3 separate regions of the Mus musculus genome follow, and all the other regions are linked to region 2. The links are chromatin contacts, called in public capture Hi-C and promoter capture Hi-C maps. All regions are on one chromosome and are shown on one strand. Each heading gives the region's core, a stretch centred on a gene start, on an enhancer-like site or on the middle of the called end of the contact. The rest is flanking DNA. Distances are from core to core; before and after follow the strand shown.

Region 1 (2,700 bases), core at 174-2,673, 300 kb after region 2:
GGGATACATAAAGAGACCCTGTCTCAAAGTTAAATTAAATAAACAAATGCATACATAAATAAACTCGTGTGGCTACTGCCCACACCCCAGGACACTGGCAACCATGAACAGTTGGCTTACTTGGGGGATTTCATACAAAATGGCTTGCACAGTGATGTGTCATTTTTTTGTTTGTTTGTTTGTTTGGTTGGTTGGTTGGTTGGTTGGCTTGGATTAGTTTTGGTCTGGCTTCTTCCGCTTGTGGCCGTGTTTTCAGGGTTTATCCACATTCTGCAATGTGTCTTATAGGTGTACTCAAGCTTCTCAGTAGCCATGCAAGCGCCCTATTGAGGGTTGGTGACAGAGCTTGGTCATAGGGGGCTTTCTTGCCTAGTGTGTGCAGGGCCCAGAACTGGACAAAATTTTAATCTATGTATGAATTGATTGTCATTCAGGTCACTTGAGGGTTATCTGCTTGACTCTTTAAAATGTTACCATGGAAACTGGAGAGATGGTGCAGGGGTTAAGAGCACTTGCTGCTCTTACAGAGGACGGGGACTCAAGTCCTGGCACCCACATATGGTGCACTTGCATATATGCAGACAAAACACTCCCACACGTGGGATATAAGTTTTTAAAATCTCAAGAGGAAAATTTAAACTCTACAGCAAACATTGGTGTAGGCATATCTGTTTGACCTTCTGTTTGCTGTATGAGAAACACTTCACCATTGATAGCCACAACCCCAAGATGACCTCTTGCTTTGGATATGCACCTACAAGTCCAATTGCTAGGTCACCTGGTAACTCTACATTCACCCGTTTGAAAAATTGTGGATGTATTCTAGAGCAGCTCTGTTTTCAATTTCCTGTCTGCAAGGACCATGGGGTTTGCTTTACTGCTATTTACTTAGGATGTCAGCCAGCAGAGTAGCTTTGATGCTATCTAGTTTTGATTTGCATTTTCCTGATAACTAATGGTGTGCTTGCTGGCAACTGGTTCAGTTGTGTATTCCTAGAGAAGTCCATTCAGATCTTTTACTATGGCCCAGGTGTTTAAGAAAGAATAAGTGAAGCCTGGTGGTGGTGGCGCACGCCTTTGATCCCAGCACTTGGGAGGCAGAGGCAGGTGGATTTCTGAGTTCGAGGCCAGCGTGGTCTACAGAGTGAGTTCCAGGACAGCCAGAGCTACACAGAGAAACCCTGTCTCGAAAAAAAAAAACCAAAGGGGGGCGGGGTGGGGGGGAAGCGCTGCGAACTTGGAGGAACCCGAACTAGAAGAAAGCGAAGCTCCCGGATCGCAGGGAATTCCCGAAGCCCAGGCGGGCTCCGGGGAGGAGGAGGAGGAGGAGGCTAGGGCAGGCTGCGCAGCTGTTCCGGGAGGGAGGGCTCCTTGAAAGCACCGCGCCCGCTACGTCGGGCTGAAGCTTTACGGTTTCACTTTTGTGTCCTGCCGCCTGAGTTCCGCTCTTGGTCGTGGCTCCCGTTGCTCCCGGGTTGAGCAGACAATAGACCCCTCCCCGGCATCCCAGCAGGTCCTCGCTTCGCTTGGTGGACCCAGATACCTCGGCAGGGGTGAAAAATCGAGGTGAGCCACCCTGCTACCCAGCTCTTCCAGAGCCCAGCCGCCCCTCCTCTATCTAGTGTGGTCTACGCTATGGCCTGGATGCTTGCTTGTTGAGTTGGGGATTTAGCCCTTCCCAGAAGCCCCACTATACCTTGAAGACAGTTTGAAGGGGCCCTAGCAGCTAGGGTCTACCCTCTATGGAGGTCACCCACTAGTGATACAGTGGGACAAGCCTGGTTTGGACTTGACACTGGGGCGGGAAGAGGGGACCGAGTGGGGGGAGGGGAAGGAGGGGGGACTCTCTAGGCTTCTGGGATGATTCCTTGACCCATAAGTCCCTCCCTGATCACCAAGGGCCTTCCTGCCTCACTCTCCACCGTTAGCCCAGAGACCCAGTTTCCTAGGTGTAGAGTTGTTCCTCCACAGTGCCCAGGTTGTCTGTCCCAGGCCTGTTTTGGCCTCTGACCCATGAAAGTTCAATCAGGTCAGGTAGCTCACAGAGCTGTACATGAGAGCCCTGGAGGAAACCACTGAGCCCTGGAACACTGGCTTTGCTGTGGGCTCCTGTGCTAAATCCCTTAGAAGTGGGGGCTTGTGTTCCTTCCCCAGCCTTGGCCCTCAGCCAGGGAGAGCAACAAGGTATCTTAGACTTTAGCAATTGGCCAAAGGCTATGCACAGTAATTAATGATGTAGATAGTATAGACCTACTACAGACTACCTCCTCCTCCTCCTCCCCCTCCCCCTCCCCCTCCCCCTCCTCCTCTTCCTCCTAAGTGCTGTGGCCCCAAGGAGAGACAGATAGGCGAGCCACGGAGTGAATCGTGTCTGTGTTGTGTTGGTCGGGCAGGAATGTGCCAGGACTAACAAGGCAAGGCTACTTTGAAGGGATGGGGTTCCTGAGTGCTGGAGGAACTAAGTACGGAGCCCTGCCGTCTGCCCCCAGGACCATGCCATCGGCCTTTGAGAAAGTGGTCAAGAATGTGATCAAGGAGGTAAGCGGCAGCAGAGGCGATCTCATTCCGGTGGACAGCCTGCGGAACTCCACCAGCTTCAGGCCCTACTGCCTTCTGAACAGGAAATTTTCAAGCTCAAGGTTCTGGAAACCCCGTTATTCATGTGTCAACCTGTCAATCAAGGACATCCTGGAGCCCAGT
Region 2 (2,700 bases), core at 131-2,630:
CATGCTCACAGAAGAGTTCACTCCCACAAGACCCAGAGTGGGCCTCCAGGTTGACCCTGTGCTGTGCCTACACATCCTGCCTCCCGCATCCTCTTACTCCTACACACAGCACCCCCAAAGATAGGTAGGTTCCAAGACAGGAAAGGTCCACCCGACTTAATAGGAAGCTCGCTGAACCTCTGAGAATGAGGGACATCTGCGCAGTACTAGAAGAAAGGTGGAAAGGCGCTGGATGCCCTCGAGTGTGGGGAGAGCCCCCGGTGGCTGGAGCTGAGATCTAAGAGTGGTGCTTCCCGTGATATGACCCCTCCCCGCGGGCCCCCGACTCACCCGGCGAGGGGCAGAGAAGCAAGGCCAGCAGCGCCAGACCGAGGCTCTTCATGGCTGCAGGCAGCATGCTCCGATAGGGCCTGAAAGAGGCGCGGGGGCTGCAGGCGGGGGTCCTCTGGGGCGCAGGCCTGGAGGGGAATAGCCTCGGTCAGAGGACCCAACCCTAAACACCCTTCCCTTTTCTGGCCTGAAGATGTAACCATCCCCCAGGAATCAAAAGCGCGCGGGGGGGGGGGGGGAGGTCCAGGAGCTCGCAATGCCCCACCCCCAACCCATCACCGGGAGCATCCACCATCACAGCCTCCCCTCCAGGGAAAAGAGGTCTGCCCTCTCCGGTGAGGTGGCCACCCGAGGTCCCCGCAGCCTTCGCCCTGCACCTGCGTGGGGAGATTGTCTTCTCTCCCCAAGGAGCTGTAGGTGCGTCCGGACAGGAAAAGCGGGAGGAGGGAGCGCACCTTACCTGCCGGCGGGGGAGGGTTGCGCGCCGCGTCCCCGTCCTCGTCCCCACCCCTGGGCTGGGGGGCCGGGAACCCCGCGCCGAGTCCCCTCCCCTGGTCCCCGCGCGCGCGCCTCGGCGCTCACCGCGAATCGGGGCGTGGAGTGCGGGCCTCGGGGTGGGGGGCGCACTCACATCCCTGGGGTGTCCGCACTCCGGGCTCAGCGGCGGGCACGGCGCGGGGAGCGATGCCCTTCGGTCTCCCTGCGGACCGGAACCGGGGCGCAGCTTCGTCTTTCGGGGAACGCAGCCGCAGACGCGGACCCCGCGCGAGGGGCGGGGCGGAACCGGGGCGGGGGCCTCGCACAGCTGGGAGACGCGCGGGGTGGGGGGCGCCCAGGGCTGGAGGCCACTCAGCAGGTCGCCCTACCCGGCCTCGGCGCCTTTCGTCCGCGCGCAACGCCCCTTCTAGGTCTCCCGCTCCTGCTCCCGCCGCAGCAGCCCCCCACCCTTTTCCACCTCCCTACCCGGCGTGGGAGGATCCTCCCACTCTGCTTGGCCGAGGTCCCTTGCAGATTCTCGGAAGAGCTTTGGCTGCTAAAGGAAGCAAAATGCACAAAGACGCAGCGAAAGAGGGAAGCGGAGAGGTAGGGCTGTGGGGTTCAGACGCCCAGCCTTGGGGCTCCTCCCTCCCCAGCATCCACCTCGCATCCGATAGTTCCAGCCAATTCTACTCCTAAGAGTGCCCATGACGACGCCCACCGGCAACTCAGCCCTAGGGACTTTTGTTACCAACCACACCCACACACAGAGATGACAATCCTGGCCCCTGTGTAAGGATCACACCAGGTTCACACCTTGGGCTCCTGCTCCCCCCCTGCCCTTCCAGCTCTCTTGGGCTCAGGGTAAGCCACAGCTCCCTTCGCTCCCTTGTCACACAGGAGGAAAGGTGTTCCGTGTTCAAAACCCTAGGCCCTGGAAAAAGCAGCTAGCACACCTTGGATTCTGCCCGCCCGCCCCACCCCCACCACAGAACCTCATACCAGACAAATGACTGTCACTAATACCAAGTCCTTGCTAGATGTGACAACCTCTGCTGTCAGTCTGAGCGTATAGTCTGTTCTCTTTGATCTAAACAGCACATTATAGATGCATGTTGCCTTGGTGTCTCGGTGTTGAGTTACAGGTAAGGAGAACACTTAGCAATAGAGCCTCCTCCTGCCCAGGGTCACACAAGTCACCAGGTGATCAAACAGCGTGAGCACTTGAGTAGTTCACAAGTGCTGAGGAATAGAGGGACTAGACACTTTGAAGAAGGGATCTAGATGAAGAGAGTGCCGAGGATAAGAATTAGTTCATACACAATTCTCTGCAAAAGAAGTCCCGCACTCCACTCCATTGTGGAGCCCAGAGCCAGCCTGCCATCAGACTGGGGTGAGAGCAGCTGTGCCTGAGCCTGCACTCAGGTTGACAGGCTGAGCTATAGTATGGATTCTTGCAGAGCAGAGGCTTGGTGAGGCTTCTAGGTAAGAAGTGTTTTTAGGGGAGTAAATGGTCCTTGAACCCCTGTTCATCATGCCGCAGCTTGAAAAGGCAGGCGGCCTGACTAGATTTCCCTCAACACTAACAAACCTCCTCGAACACAAAGCCAATGTGCTTATTAAGACATGCTAGAAGAAGAAACACACAACCCCAAGCCAAACCGCAAGTTTACCTGACAGAAAGAAACTTCGCTCACATGAAAAAAGACCAATGCAGGCCTTAAAAGGACTCCCAGGAAAAGGAGGTGATCACTGAAAAAGAAATCTGGGGGGGCGGGGGGGAAGCAACAAACACCCTACATGTCACACCCTTTTATTTACATGAAATGCCCCAAAGTGTAAGAATCCAACAAAGACAGAAAGATTAGCCAAGTACAGGGAGGGAAAGGAATG
Region 3 (2,700 bases), core at 30-2,529, 270 kb after region 2:
ACTACTACCCCTACCCTAATACTCCAGACCTGCTCGCCTTGCTGACTTGAGAGCAGTCCTAAGTGACTGGAAACCATGTAAAGTTCAGTCCAAATCTCTAGGCTTGTCAATTCTGTGAGCACTTCTCCATCACTATTAGTATTTGGCTTGCTTATCCTGAAGATGGCAGCTTTTGTGGTATGACTGCTTCTACCCCCTGGCCTATGAGATCTACAATGTTCTGAGAGCAAGTGTCACTCCCTATACCAAAAAAAAAAAAACAAAAAAAACAAAAAACAAAAAACAAAAAAAACCAAAAAAAAAAACAAAAAAACAAAAAAAAACAGTCAGGGACCAGAAACCTGTGGTGCCTGGGTAAGAACTGGACAAGTCTTCCACTGAGGCCCTGTAGTTTACCCACTCACGGGGAAAATTGCAGGACTGCACCATAGTGCATAACTGTCTTCTCAGAACTGACGCTTCTCTAACCCAGTACGTGACAGACAGAAATAAAAAACAAAAAAACAAAAACACAATGATGACCCAACAGCTAACTAACATCATCTCCTACAGAAAAACACCTGATACCACCACCACAAGGATTTTCCAATGAAGTGACTCATGGAGCCCTGGAAGAAGAGTGAAGGAACGCCAGCAGGCTCGCTGGATCCCCAATAACCAAACACACACACACACAGGGCCTGCCTCGACCCTCGAATCCTGCCAGACACCTCCGGTCGGGTGTTAGGGAAACGCACGAAGTAGTCTCAAATAGGAAGGCCACTTGGACTCTCCTTAGGACATGCTTTTGTGGGGGAAACTTTGAAAACGATATGAACGCTTATAAAGACCAACTTGAGTCTAAACATTTGAAGCTGAAGCTGGTGCCTGGGTAGTCAGCCCTGAGTACGTGGGGGCTGTGCCTGAATCGAGCCAAAGGCACTCAACGGCAGCGGAAGAGAAACGCTTCCGAGCCAGCCGAACCTGGAAGTCGGCTGCCGCGACCACTCGCTGGTAAGACCACCGTGCTATCATCTCCTGACAGCCCCTTGGAGGCCCGGCCCGCTCCCTCGCCCCGAAGCCTGGCGGGTCTGTCACGCGAGGGCCGAACCCGACTCGGCCGCTCCGATGCCCACCCATGACGACCATCGGGAGACCGCAACCGACAGCACTCGCTTCGGAGAGGGTCTACGGCGATCACAAGAAACAAGGGAACACACGGCCCGACCGCAGCCAGCTCACCCTGCAGGAGGCGTATCTGCCGCCGCAGCTGCTCCTTTTCCTCCATCTCCGGAGTCCGCGACGCCTAGCCAGACCCCCTCGACGTCATCGCCGCGCGACTGGTCCCCGCAGGCGGGGAGGAGAGAACGCCGAACTTCACTATGCGTGGACACGGGGTTGGAAGGCACCGTCGCCCCGGCAACCCTGGAAGGACGCATGCGCAGAACGAGAAAAATCCGTCATCTTGAAGCGCCCGGAAGTGGCCCGCAATCTGGCTTCTGCACCAATTCCTGCGCATCATTTCCACCGCTGGGGGTTCCTCGGAAGACTTGGAGGAGATAGGTTGCTAACAGTTTCCCCTAGACCCAGGAATTCCTTTTATCAATTTATTTGTTTGAGACAGGATGTATTTCTGGCTGGAGAGAAACATAACTGGGGAACTCGCTATGTAGACTAGGCTGGCCTCGAACTTACGGAAGTTCTCTTTCCTCTGCCTCCGGACCTGGAATCAAAGGGATGCCATTTTAACGCCTTTGCTGCCGCAGCAGCACGAGAACAGCGAAAAGGAATCGGAGGCAATTTTTTTTTTCGGATGATTACAGGTGTTAAGAAAATTCTTGAGGGCATTTAGTAGGAAAGGCTGCAACCTCTAGAAAATACTGAAAAAAAAAAAAAACTCACGGTAGTTACCACGTGATCAGACAGTCCCACGTCTAGGTGTATAACCAACGCGTAGAAAACACCGATTCTAACATATTTGTATGTCATTATTTATAATAGCTAACCCGAATGACTGTTTACATGGAAATGGGATATTATCCAGTGATTTGTTTTGTTAGAGACAGAATCTCGCTATGTACCTCTGTCTGTCCTGGAATTCCCTATGTAGACCAGGCTGGCCTGGAACTCTCAGAAATCTGCCTGCCTCTGCCACCCAAGTGCTGCAATTAAGAGTGTGCCACTATGTAGGAATGTGCAGTATCTTTGGAGCCCTAAGGCCTCAAGTCCGGCCAAGCCTCTACCAGTGAGCTACATCTGCATAGTCTACTGTTACGCCTGAAAAAGAAGTTCTAGAAGCTGGGTTTGATAGTGAATACCTGTAAGACAAGCATTAAGAAGTGAGGGTAGGGGCTGGTGAGATGGCTCAGTGGGTAAGAGCACCCGACTGCTCTTCCGAAGGTCCGGAGTTCAAATCCCAGCAACCACATGGTGGCTCACAACCATCTGTAACAAGATCTGACTCCCTCTTCTGTAGTGTCTGAAGACAGCTACAGTGTACTTACTTACATATAATAAATAAATAAATCTTTAAAAAAAAAAAAAGAAGAAGTGAGGGTAGATAGCCGGGCAGGCCGGGCAGTGATGGGACACACATTTAATCCTAGCATTCTAGAGACAGGCAGGTGCTCTGGAGGCAAAGGCAGGAGGATCTCTGAGTTCAAGGCCAGCATAATCTACAGAGAAAGTTCCAGGACAGCCAAGTTAGGCACTGAAGGAGTT

Evidence for each region. Capture Hi-C pulls out chosen DNA fragments and counts their contacts.
Region 1: a contact with region 2 is called in a promoter capture Hi-C map of pancreatic islet. The contact joins the promoter of Gsdmd here to the promoter of Ly6h in region 2. A contact is called at or near these places in 3 of 39 promoter capture datasets (cranial neural crest, hippocampal neurons and pre-B cells) and 1 of 9 other capture datasets (pancreatic islet).
Region 3: a capture Hi-C map of embryonic stem cells shows a contact between it and region 2, with 2.8 times the contacts expected there. The contact joins the promoter of Zc3h3 here to the promoter of Ly6h in region 2. A contact is called at or near these places in 3 of 39 promoter capture datasets (embryonic stem cells, hippocampal neurons and pre-B cells), 13 of 484 Hi-C or Micro-C datasets (the HL-1 cell line, cerebellar granule neurons, cortical neurons and 3 more), 4 of 115 datasets of contacts at active chromatin or transcription factors (astrocytes, embryonic forebrain, embryonic stem cells and 1 more) and 1 of 9 other capture datasets (embryonic stem cells).

Annotation. Positions count from the first base shown.
Region 1 is chr15:75,860,916-75,863,615 of GRCm38.p6, forward strand. It overlaps Gsdmd (gasdermin D), which reads left to right and starts at 1,424. Exons shown (of 11, transcript NM_026960.4): 1 at 1,424-1,566; 2 at 2,490-2,700. The coding sequence starts at 2,494.
Region 2 is chr15:75,565,802-75,568,501 of GRCm38.p6, forward strand. It overlaps Ly6h (lymphocyte antigen 6 complex, locus H), which reads right to left and starts at 1,381. Exons shown (of 4, transcript NM_011837.3): 1 at 962-1,381; 2 at 331-458. The coding sequence starts at 963.
Region 3 is chr15:75,840,629-75,843,328 of GRCm38.p6, forward strand. Zc3h3 (zinc finger CCCH type containing 3) reads right to left here and starts at 1,280. Exons shown (of 12, transcript NM_172121.1): 1 at 1,222-1,280. The coding sequence starts at 1,267.